Regions from separate parts of the Gadus morhua genome. Here region 1 is linked to region 2. A link is a contact called in public Hi-C data. All regions are on one chromosome and are shown on one strand. Each heading gives the region's core, a stretch centred on a gene start, on an enhancer-like site or on the middle of the called end of the contact. The rest is flanking DNA. Distances are from core to core; before and after follow the strand shown.

Region 1 (6,674 bases), core at 1,090-3,589, 130 kb before region 2:
CTCCCACACGTTCACATCAAGGGACTGCCCAGGCAACACACATACACGTGCAATTATATACTGTGGACATGGACCAAAGTATTTATGTTGTGAATCCGAAAACATGGTTATTTTGTGAACAGTAGAGCAGAACTAGGCCTTCACACGTTGACAAACATCCTTTTCACACGTTTGACTATGAAATAAATATGACAAATCTGAAAATGATGTAACCGGTGTTACAATTCCAAAATCATAACCAACACGGCTTGCAGGATTACTGAGGTTTAAAGGGCGAACACAAAATCCACCCTCAAACTTTGTCCTAATAACAACTGTATGTCATTGGAAAAAAATACAAACAAAAAGCAAAGGACAGCTACTCGTTTTACTTTGAAATTGACACAGATAAGGTACATTTTCTGGAATAAAAGTAAAATCGACCTTGTGGTTACAGTAAGTGCCCGTGAAACACTGCACGAGGAGAATGGCAGATATAAGGCTGGTGTTTTGTTTGTCGCAGAACGGGGCCAAGGGTAGAGGTCTACGGAGTATTAGGTAACCATGCTAGCAAATAGGAGGTAAAAGCCAGTTAATGTGGAATTAGGGCCCATGGGACAAACCCTTTCTGGAAGCCAGGGGATATTTTTTTGGATATTTACCAGCCACCATTTGTCAGATGAGGGTTTAAAGCAAGCTTCTTCTATTTGTGTCATCAGGCTGCCTGTTGTAGGCCTAGCTGGGTCATTCTACATAAATACATATTTACTACTAATTTAGTACATTTACAATAGTTCTTAAACCCAAACTGCTATTTTGAGTTATCCAGGACTATGTAAAAACAGTTTTTGTTATAATAAATTACTATGATTTAAATAAATAATTACCACCGACACCTTAGAAAATGTTGAAAATAAATTAAATATCTTTCTGGGATGACAGGAAAGCTAATGTACAGGAGCAGCAAGGGGCCATAAAGAGAGATAAGACTGGACTAGGACAAGAGCAAGATGGACACTGAATATAAACCAATGACCCACTAACCTCAGCCTGAAGATGTGGCAACAGCACAGCCAACGTCAATACAAGACTCTGTGGATAAACTATATTTGTTTTGTAACACTTTTTTTTAACCACATTTTTCTAGTTTGTTCTTGCCTCTTCCCTCTCTTTCTTTCCCAGCCACCAGAACCCTTTAATTCACACTCAACAATTCGTCTCTACAATAACTCATTCACAAATAGCAACACAGCAAAACACAAGAACAAGAAAAGAAGAAAACTCTAGCTGCTTCATAGAATATAACTCAAAATAAATAAAGGCGAAATGTTTACAAAATCTGTGATCAGAACTACATGATATAATGCATGAATACGGTTATAAATAAATAAACGAAGGTTTCAGGCATGTGCTTCATTTTCTCGTGGATGTATATATAAAAGGACGAGACACAACAGCAAGCTGTTGCTATGCAATCCGATGACCAAAGGTCAGTTTTCACGATGAGTTCTTCCGTCTCGGGGAGAGGAGGAGGAGGAGGAGGAGGTGGATGGGGAGGCATGGCGATACACCATATTAAATATCTCTTCACTGGACAGCAGCCCACATCAGCAATGCGGCTTTCAGGAACCGTGAAAAGCGACCTCAAACTCAGAGAAGCCACACACACCTCGTGTGGGCTATGAGTCCTGCAGCATCCTTATGCAATTCTCATCACTTTGGCTCCATCGTGCAATAAAATATAGGCTTTCCCTAATATAATAAATAACGCGCATATAGGTTTTCCAACGATTAAGGTACATTGAGTAGATTTAAAAACCCTCTTTATAAACAAAATACATTTTACAGCCTTCACATTTGCCTACCTACAACTTAATGCGGTATCTAAAATAAACGACGGTTTCCGCAAAGCTCTCGGACTTATGAAGGGAAACATCCACTTAAATTATTCAAAGGGGGTATGGGGTCTGTTCAGGGCATCAGTGGGCTATTGCAGGGGAGTGGCAAGGTTAACAGGCTATGGACATTGTTGTCAATTTCCAGAAAACATTGTCGGCTAACAGCTACAAACAACGCATACAGCGCAGTGCATGAGCGCAAGACCGTTCACATAGCGTGAACGTATTTTTTTAAGGAACGCACTATTGTAAAAACCCATCTTGTTACGTAAACAGTGCCTTACCTCTTCCCTGGCGCGTTGTGTCTCTGTGTGTGTGCAGTGTGTTGAATCGACCACTGGCTCCTCCCCCTTCAGCACCACGGCACGGTGACAGAATCCCCTGCCTTTAATATCCGAGCAGAAACGAGCAGCGAGGTGGATTCTGTAGGGTGGCACCGCCACAGCCAGAGAGCGTGACGTCCTCCCCATCCACTGTAATAAAGCAGTGCGCGACATGAGAGGAGGCTCACTGCAGAGACTCCAACCAATAGGATGACGCAGAAATCAAGGATCCCCCACCAAACATAAACAGGAACGCTCCAGTTAGAAAAAAAACAAAATAGAAATAGAAAAATAAAGCATTCTTGGGTGTATTTTCTCACGTCTTTCTTTTTCCCCCCGAATAGCCCACGGTCAATGTAAGTTGCAAGACAGGCCCCCAGGCTAAGTAACAACTGAAAGGCCTTCATGATATTCTATATAGCATGTGCACGGATGTCGAAAGGCAGCTTTGAACCTAACAGTTAATTGCTGCACTGTTTTCCTAGGGAGAGGAGAGGAGAGGTGAGATGAGGTGGAGAGGAGAGGATGAATAAGAATTATGAATAACTCTAATTGTATTCGTACATTTATTGTTAAGATAAAAAGAAAAGAAACAGAAGACAACATGTAATTTACAATACACTGTACAGTACATTCAGTCAACTATTACCAATACTAACATATTGGTTTTTGTTCTCGGATGTTAAAATGGTGGATAATAACTATTTATAAATTAATATCTATATTTAAACCATTATGACCCGCCCAACTACCGTTGTTCCAGTTTTGACGACTTCTGCGAATGAATTCATCTGTTTTTGTTCATTTTATTGCCCGATCTTAGAACTACAACTCCCATGATGCATTGGTCCAGACCACCGGAAATTGTTTTCGGAAGCGGAAACCGCCGATTGAGCGGAAGAGAATGTACACAAGGAATATCACAAAATCAATTAAGTTATGAAAAACACCATTAATTGCTTTTCTTTGTCGCCGCGGCATATAAAGAAATGGCGGCTCTTCAGACGCAGTGCTCTTGATTCAAACTCTCAAACTCTGCATGTATGACGAGATCAACGACGCGCGTAAACATCGCCATCGAGACGAGCATGCACATATATTTTGGTGAGTTAGCTTGAGGGGCTAAGTGAAGTAAATAGCGGCTGTTTGATTTGAACAGCAGTCGGTGATGTGTTTAGCTGCAGCTAACGTTAGCCAGTTGGTGTAATTAGCAGCCATACTTGAATGGCAACGGTGTCTTTGGTGTGAACGGTGCCCTGCATGATCCCACGGAAGCGACGTCTTAAAAGTCTGCTATTCGTTTTGATGATTTCAAGCTGAGGTATCAGGTTTATCAGTGGAGATGGGTAGCTTGTCACTGCTGGTTGAATCATCTACGGCTGACCTTTTGATGTTTTCGTTGGATGTAATTCCTCGTTGTACATTTAACGTCGATTGTATTTAATTACAATGATGCAACATCGATATGGCACGATGCATGTAAACTCTGGTTGATTTTCGATCTGCTATTTAAAACGTCTGCTTAAATCAGGCCGATTTACATTTTTCTCATTTATTTCCTCGTAGAGTCACTAAATAGGTTTGACGTAAATAAGAATGACCTGATGATCCTGGGAGATTTCCAGAAGAGGTTTCAAAACAAAGAGGGGTTTACCGGAAGATGCCCAGAAAAAAACAACAGAATCCACAGCCTGTCAAATGTAAGTGATTTGCGCTCACCGTAAAATGTCAAGCACTATAACAATCCATATATCTGGGAAGTGGCACTTTCCTCTGTCAATCTGGATAACTCTGTTGCTCCATAAAATAAATGGTGTCAATCATATGGTTAACTAAGCATATATTATAAAGGTAGCCTGCATTGTGTGAATGTATGCAAAGGTCCCCTATTTACATAGGGACTTTTGATCGCTTTTGGCCTCCAGTTTGTATAGTTAACTGGGTAGTTGTTGCACCTAGCATTCATCATCAGCTTCAGCCCAAAGCGTAGTTGAATGGTTAAAGGCGCAATGTGTAACATTTCAACTAGCTCATAGCTTAAAACTGCCTGGACATATCTAGTTAATGCTGATCGATAATGGTTTCAATAATGTTATCAGTAGGATCACTTCCTATAGCTGATATATTCTCTGGTCAGCCAATAACATAGATGGCGATGCACCCAGAGCCCCTCCTACTAACACCACCAGAGCAGAGCAGGCTAGAGAGGACATAATTCTGTTATTGAGTTGTTTTTATTCTGAAAGACTCCTGCCTTACAGCTAGGAGCTCCATATTATGCATTGCAACTCCAACAATAGAGTAACCATATGGTGTTCTCACAACAACTGCATGTCAATCGTCTCTGCAAAAAAAAAAATCTTCTAAATGGAACAATTCAATGATTCTCATTATAGTATTTTATGACGCAACTTGGATAGGGAGTTTAAAAAGACGTCTCTCACCGCATATATCCAAAAAATGTCCATATAGACTATTCATACTATTTGCCCAGCAGTTACTTCATTGAAGCTTCTACATTGCTGTGCTGCTGCGTGTTTTGATCCAAACTATCCACAAGATGGCAGCAATGCACTAGAGAGAAATTGTAAATTATGCATTTTAGTATGCAGTGTTTCCTTTTTTGCAGGAACAGCTGTCCTGCTCCTATGTTTCTCCATGTATTTCTCTAAACTGTCCACTAGATGGCAGCATTGTGCTATGGCAACTGTAGGATGCATGTGTAAACGCTTCTGTGTCGTCATCGGGAAGGCGTTTTTCCTATTTTAAAGGAACAGATGTTTTCAAGGTTGTTGGAAGTTAATGATTTATCAGACACGATCTATGGGGACATTGATGGCTCATCCCACGATACATCACCGAAGTAATATCAGATAAAAATGATTAATCCCTAGAGATGCAGGTGTTACAGCAGCCACATTGAAAGGAGAGAGTAAACTAAACAGATGGGTGTGTGTATACACATATATATGTATATGTACTTCTATGCAAGTATACAAGTCACTAAAATAAAGAGGACCTTTCCATAATCCTTTGAAAGTATTCGAACGCACTCGAAGTTCATGACCGTGTACTTTTTACTCTTTTTCACCTACTAGGATGTCATTCCTTCTACCAGCTCTAACATTAGTCTTACATGAGTTATGTCACGTTGAAGGTCGTTTCTTGATCTGCACGAACGCATTGCATTACGAAAAAATAGCTGGCTTACCAGATGTAATTCTAAATCTAAATAAAATGCTAATCATTTAATAATAGATTTTCTATGTGAACCTTCCAAACATGAATTAACCTTGGATGGCAGCCTGCAAATTGAACCATTAACTTGAACGCTTGAAATTAATAAATAAAATCGAATGTTAGATTTATAATAACAATGTACAAAATAAAATATATATTTCTTAGCACAATCTGTGGCTGCTGTCATCTGTTAGTGATAGCCCCGAAAGGAGGACAATGTTCACATTTTTTATCAAATACGATCAATATTGGCTTATTGTAGAATTGTTATACGTATAAATACACAAAGCAGAGGGCCCTCAGAATCTATATTAAGGGGGAATTTTGTATAGTTTATGTGCAATAATAGATCGGTGTATAAAGGGTCTTTTCGAGCTTCAAGTCATTGAACGTTCAATGAATGATCACCCCTTATTCTTAAATAATTTCCTCCAGGATCCATTAAGTCATCCGTATCTGTGTCCTATTATTTCCCTCAACTCCAACTCCAGCCCTTTATCGTGGCGCCGTGTCTTAACGGATGAGCCTCCGGTAGCCGTTAGTTTTATTTGGCTGCAGAACACACGCTGATTAGACGCCACCGAGGAACACATTTTGGTTGGCTGCTGAACTGGCAAATGGTGCTCGCCTTCATTGGAGCAATATTTTCACCAGTTGCAACACTTTTCTATTTCGAGTTGCCAAGTCTACAGGCGTTATTGGAGCTCACCGGGATGGCATGTATTGTGAATTCACCTTGGTTGCTGTTCTACGGGGTAAAATAAAATTAGATGTGTTCCCATTGAAAACCATTATTCTACAACCAAGCAATCATCCGTCATTTTGGATGATGATGATGATGATGATGATGATGACGGTGGTGGCGGTGCCGATGATGACTATGATGATGTGAGCAATTGGCCTCACTTCGCCACTTATCCATCATGTATTCTGTGTGGCGTGCATTTAGGATCCACATGCCGTTTCCATGGCGAGGGTGGCAGGTAACGACTAGCAGTCTCGTGCGCGCGTGTTTGACTGGCTCCTGTCTCCTTCTCTCTCTCCTGACTTTAGTGGTCTCTGAAGATGGTGTAGCCCTCCCTGTTCCAGGATCCCTTACTTTAGAAGCAGACTTCCTCCTAGGACAACACCTTGAATTCGATGACGCAGATCACGACAGCAATCTGCTAGGCCTTGACAAGTTCTCAGGTTTGTTTCTTTAGTTTATTCTTCCTAATATTTTGGCTTATTACTT
Region 2 (6,332 bases), core at 235-2,734:
ACATTGCGTTGGTTGTCAACGTTTTCTACCATGAAACCGTGCATGGATTGGTGCCCTGCGTCATGAACAACCAGGCGCTCGATGAAATGCACACCACATTAATGAAACACTGTGAAAAAAGCATCTGTGAATGTGTCGACGATAGCGACATTGCAATGTCGGACCCCTGCAGTCATAATAGCAGCGCTTCCGAATCGTTGGTTCAATCAGGAAATGACAATATTGCTCATGAATGCAACACTGGTACTAGTAGTAATGTCTTCTCCCAAAGCACTAGTAGTAGCAGCAGTTATGGTAGTCATGACAACCGGGGTGGTAGGGTTCCTAGTGTGGATACACGTCCCAGTGGAAGCCAAGGCAACCCAAAAGGTATGGTTTATAATGTCGCTACACGTCACAGCAGTTTGAGGGGTGATAATGACACATACACTTCTGGTTTTCATGGCAACCAAGTAGGTTTTGGTGGTAATGCCAGAACACGTAATAGTACGGATGGTAATGACCACAGTGCTGGTAAGGTAGATCAAGGAACCAGAGCTGGTGTAAGAAACCTCTCTAAGAGGAAATGATGGAAATTGTTCATCCATGTGCTGCCAGTGCTAGTAATGTTTTTTTTATTTTATTCCTCAATCAGGAATATTATGTTTTGTGTGAAACAATGGCATCATGGGGTGGGTTCATATTTTTGTATTAGATCAAAGGGTAGGCTTATCTTTTTAATGATTATATTTGTATAATAAGGTACTGTTACAAGAATGCTTCATAGATAGAAAATAATATGTTAATGAACCCCACCATGTTGCATTCCTTCAAGCTAAATCGTTCAAAAAACAACTAAGCCTTCAGTTCAGAGACCAATGTACCAATAACCAATGCAATGTATATAAAGTATATAAAGCCTTAAAGATTTACCAAAGCGTTCAATATGCTTCTGTGACTATGCAATGTAAAGAGTCCACAGATATTTTTACTATGAAGCATTTCAAATAAAGGCAATGGATTAATTCAATGCATCAATAATGTTTTTGAGACCTGTCCATCAAATTGTCCAAACTCACCAGCCTACTTAACTCTAACAATGTAAGGTTACTTTTCATCACGAGACTCTGTCTGGCAATGAAGAAAGGACTTCGATGTAAGGTAGTAAAAATTAGAGGCACCAGAGTGACAGAAGTAAAGTACAAAAAATACTAGCAACACAATTGTAGCTCTGAAAGTCTACCCTCCGCCCCCCGCTCTTGGTTCGTACAATAGCTGCTGATCAACGCTGTTCGGTGATTGAAAACCTACAAAATCACAAATGTAACTTTTAGTCCAATTGTTCTAAGGTTATATTAAGTTCACCCCCTGCGACCAAAAGTCGAGGCGTTCATTGCGATCTGACGTCACGATGTACAAGCCTGCTCAAGCTCTGTACACCCTTTTTGCCGAACTCCCCCAAAGCATGGCCCTGGCTGCGTTGTTTACAAACGGTAGCGGTTCCCGGAAGTGAAAGAAGCACATTCAGCACATGCTAGTAGCTGGTGCATGTGATGCTTTTGCAATGGCAAGTAGTCACGCAACATCTAACCGTTGCTAAATCAACGAGCGTTGTCTATACTTGACATTGTCGGATTTAACTATTCATTATACATTTAGTGAAGAAACAACAGCTTGTCGGCTAGCCAGCGATGAGCCCTACTCCAACCCTAATCTACTCCTCTCTTGACAGTGTACATTTTGAGACTTTGCTACAGGTGATCACTTCCCAGGGATCCCCCCGATTCCCCTGTACGATCTTCTTCAGCAAATTTGGGAAGAGTTACATTTTTTGTAATTTGCAGCATAGCGTTACACGCAATGATCGGGACAGTCATTTGTATATTTAAATCGATCGTTTTAACGAGTTAAAACCGAGGTCGTTATGAAAATGTAATCGTCGCCGGTTGTAGCCTAGATCCTACAGACATTAAGAGGCTGGGACGGTGGGAGAACACATGTATATGGTTGTCTGTAGTAGCTGGGGGGCATGGAGAATGTTACTGGTCCCTGTGATGACGGGGATGATGTTGTAGGACACAGAAGTCAAAATGATGTATTCGTGACAACGGGCGCGATGGATCCAGTCCAAAACGAATCCACCTCCACACCGCTTGGTGAGTGATCTGGTCTGCCTCACCTTGCCAATATTTCGTGATACCTTTTATTCAAATAGCTTCTATATAGGTACAGTACAAATGACAAAGAATGTATGGGATGCTTGACAAACGTCAAACAACTTTGCACCCCTGCTTGTCATTTTTTTTTACTGTGCATAAACATTTGTGTAGGCCTATAAGTAAGTGTACGTTTGTCAGATTTTAAGATTTTCTTTTAAACAGATTTTGTTGTCTACGGGTATGAAAACATTTGCAAGGATTAACCACACACACCCTCAGGCTTGTGTTTTGAGTATCATCACATGCTCATAAGCTGCGTGCCCTCATGTGGGAAGGGAACTCCTTATTTTATATCATTAGAGTATTAAACACAGCGCTGTGTGAGCAACCACAGGCTTCCCCCCCACTCCATCATCTTATTCCCTAATACACAATTTTGTCCGATTTTGTCCTGCCTTCGTATATTTCTAGACCTCTCTGTTTTGACTTCTGTTATGTCTTCCTATGCAGCCAAAGATATCCCAACGGAGAGGAAGACAAGGGTGAAAAGGGAGAGAAGAAAAATGCTGAAGAAAAAATCCCCCGTCATCGATCATTCACCAGCCTCGGAGGGCTCTGCTGCATCAAAACAAGGACGTACGTATAAATTGTTTATCCCCTCCTTGGATCCTTTCATTCCAATTTTGTATAGAAATAACAAACTTTCCGCATTTTCCAACATCTTATCTTGGCTCCAATGGATAGACCAAACAACTTTAACTTGACAATGTGCCTAGCAATTTTTGGCTCTCTGCTTAGCTTTATGCAGTACCGAAGGCACAAGCTGTTGAATGTAGCATCATGCAACATGTTGAAGACTTGAAAAAATCGCTAGACTCATGCGTTATCCTGTCTACTTATTTGTAAGCGAAACCATATAAATGCTAATTAATCGTTTTCCAAAGCAAAATGGAAATAAAAAACGTACAACTTCATGAGATTCATTGTATCATGTTCCAGCTCTTCAACTGGGTCCGGCTTGTATTTTTCTCATTTGCAGTCACAGAGTCCGAGTCGAGCCAGAAGAAGATGAAGAGGAAGCTAGGGGACTCCGGAGCCCGTGTGGACAGCGAAGAGGAGAAGAAGACGAAGAAGCAGAAAGGGAGCCAGCGCCCAAACTACTTTGTCTCTATCCCCATCACCAACGCTCAGGTCAGTGTCTGGACGGAGGCCGATATCCCCATTTACACAGACATGGAATGATATTTGTTTCAGTGTTGGTCTTCCAAAAGTAGTTGTTGCTTGCCTCCACTCAGGTGGAGTCGAGCAAAAAGTTAGTACTTTGTTTTTGGATTGATTCTATGGTTATGACGGTACATCCGAATTAAACAAAACTCGCAGCTCCTTTTTTTTTTGTTGCCATTTTTTTCTACGTTACAGTATCCATGTAATTTCTACAATGTTGGTTACTCAGCAGAAAATAGTATTGTTATGATGTCATTAGTTTTGATGACTTATTTGTGACGTTGAAGTTCGTATACGAAAGCCAAGCAGAGACACCGGGTGCGAGGAGGTTCTAAGTAAGGGGAAAGAGGCCGGCTCTCTCAGATATGAAACGTGTGATGAGCATGCATTCATATTGAAGTGTGATGACGTCTGCTGTTACAGATCAGTGCAGCTGTTGTTGAGGTCCAGGAGTCGGTGCTTCAACAGGAGCCCCGATTGGTCAAAGCGATGATCCCTGCCCCCACTTTGCACATGACCCTATTGGTCACTCATCTCGCCAGTCAAGAGCAAATAAGCCTGTAAGTGAACGCACATACCCCCACGCAAGCATATATGCACTTACCCCTCTTTTGAGAGGGTGTGCAAATGTGTGCAATCAATTGTAAAGACGGATATTCTATAATACTTCAATCCACGGGATGATGGATCACTCCCCAACACACAATTTAATTTATCATATTATCTTGGCCCTATTTGAGCTGATTTATTCCAGGATGGTCCACAGGTCTAAAGACTTGTAGTGGTTACACATATGTTTTGCATATATGTAACCACTAGAAGTCTTTTTTTTATAAAAACAAAAAATATTATAAAATTACTGCCTTGATTTGAAGTGACAAATTGGTAATGCATTATATTGTAAGAAGGCCTTTAGTGTGGAAATAAAACGATACAAAGCAAAAATAATTATGCCTCAAACAATTACCTTCTTGAATACCATGTATGTATTAGAGCAGAGAGAATATTTGAGAAAATCTGAGACGTTAAATATACAACCCTTTGAAATATTCCCACATTCCAATGTCAGCGTACTTATTGGAGTGCTCTCAGGATGTGTAACGTCCAGTGGATTTCCAGGCCCAATCCCATTTCTACCCCTTATCCCTTCCCCTTACCCCTTCCCCTTACCCCTCCCCCTTGTTTTGAAGGGGTAAGGGGATGGGGGGAAGGGGGAAGGGTAGAAATGGGATTGGGCCCCAGTATGAGTGAGACCTAGGGCGCTCAGAGAGTGCTGTTGACGGTCACCGTTAATCTGCACTAAGAGGAAGATTGTGTTCTTATGACCACCGGATCCTCTCTTATGTAATGCGAGAGGAGAGGGAGGGAGGATTAGGTAGAGTTTGCCTGTCTGCTTATTGGTATAATATTTTCTCCCTTTCAGTGCAGCTACCGCGTTGGATAAGGCCATGCCCTCATTGGCCGAGCTCCTGGTGGGGCGGGCCTTGGTGCTGCCCTTCTCTGGGGTCGGTCACTTCAGAAAGGAGGTTGTGTTTGTAGGGCTGGCCCCGGGACAACACAGGGACACGCTGGAGAAGCTGGCAGGTGAGTCACGCCCCACGTCACACATCGTATTTGCATTGTTTCTCTCCCCTCAGTTTTATATTATATTTCATGTTTGTGTCTGGTGTTTCACGGTGAGTGTGTAGTATGACTGTCTCAAATGTTTTCCGTGTGTGTGTGTGTGTGTGTGTGTGCATGTGTGCAGGGCTCCCTTGATATTAAAGGGCATTGTGTATACGCTCTATAGCAGAGCACTCTGCTACACCTGAGCTCAATACCACTCACAGCACCAAGGATACATTAGTTATACAAATGAATTAAATAACTTTTGTTGAATTCATGCCTTTTTTCAATGCTTAAGATTGCAACAAATCCTGGTTTCGTTGGTGATAAAGACAAATAGAAGTTGGAGATTGGTTAGAATATTGGTTTGACATACATCAGATTCTGTGCCGTGCTCTAATTTAATGGAAATATAACGCATTGAAGCAATGATTCAATTAATTCAATAGAAAAAATTGCATGCAATGGAAGTGCTCAAGGTTTCACATCAATTAAAATGTGAATGTGTGTGCTCTCGCTCGTCTTCCGTTAAAGCGTCAGGGTGGCCCACTAGTCTCATATAACGTAGAGAGAATGAGCAGGGAGAACCCTTTATCTATGCGTCTATAGATGATTCAATAGTTTAAACCAACAGGGTGTGTAAATAAGGATAACTCTGGGACTTCTTTTTGTGCAAACCTAAAAAGAAAGACGCACGGACAGAGTGAAGACCTTTCCTTGCGTTGTTAAAGAGCCAGTGTCAAAACAGGGATTATCTTTCACCACAAGATGGCACTAAGACTAAATCTCTCGGAGTGTGTTATGTCGTGTTAGATAAAGTGGGATACACAGCAATTGATTTTCAGTTTGTTTTTATTTGTACAAAATACAAGACAAAAAACAAAATACAACTTATAAATCAAAGGAACCTCATCTTTTGACAACCCTCGATGCTGTTTTGTTGCCATCTGCAACGTCATTGCTACCAGTAAATCCTACACACCACTTCTGTTAATATTAATAAGTGGTATTACTTGGATTGAATGTGGAAACGATAGCAAGAACTAATGTGACTGGCTTTGCCTGTAAGAGCCATATACGTTTACACATCATAACCTATTGATCTGTGCTTCTAAGTGGAAGTATAGTTCCATATCCTTAATGGAAGACACATAAATGGAGAATGCACAGATTCACAGGCAGACAGGGAGGCAGACACGTAGAGACAGACTCAGGATGTCTTTCTCTTCTATCCTCTGCCCTCCATGACCCCTTCCTGACACAAATATCCTCTTCGTCATCACAGTACTACTATCTCCTTTTCCCTCTCCCTATGTTGCTCCATGTCTGTCTCTCTCTCACTCTCGCTCTCTCTCGCTATCTCCC

What was found. A called contact is a pair of places that touch in the nucleus more often than the background predicts.
Region 1: a Hi-C map of gill shows a contact between it and region 2, with 2.2 times the contacts expected there. The contact joins the promoter of si:ch211-278j3.3 here to the promoter of akap7 in region 2. A contact is called at or near these places in 2 of 6 Hi-C or Micro-C datasets (gill and spleen).

What each region holds. Positions count from the first base shown.
Region 1 is chr21:9,561,025-9,567,698 of gadMor3.0, reverse strand. si:ch211-278j3.3 (E3 ubiquitin-protein ligase RNF19B) reads right to left here and starts at 2,339. Exons shown (of 11, transcript XR_003974373.1): 1 at 2,162-2,339. It overlaps znf513a (zinc finger protein 513a), which reads left to right and starts at 3,059. Exons shown (of 4, transcript XM_030346061.1): 1 at 3,059-3,304; 2 at 3,767-3,900. The coding sequence starts at 3,244.
Region 2 is chr21:9,427,782-9,434,113 of gadMor3.0, reverse strand. akap7 (A-kinase anchoring protein 7) reads left to right here and starts at 1,484. Exons shown (of 9, transcript XM_030346086.1): 1 at 1,484-2,135; 2 at 2,649-2,774; 3 at 3,178-3,329; 4 at 3,786-3,922; 5 at 4,786-4,946. The coding sequence starts at 2,009.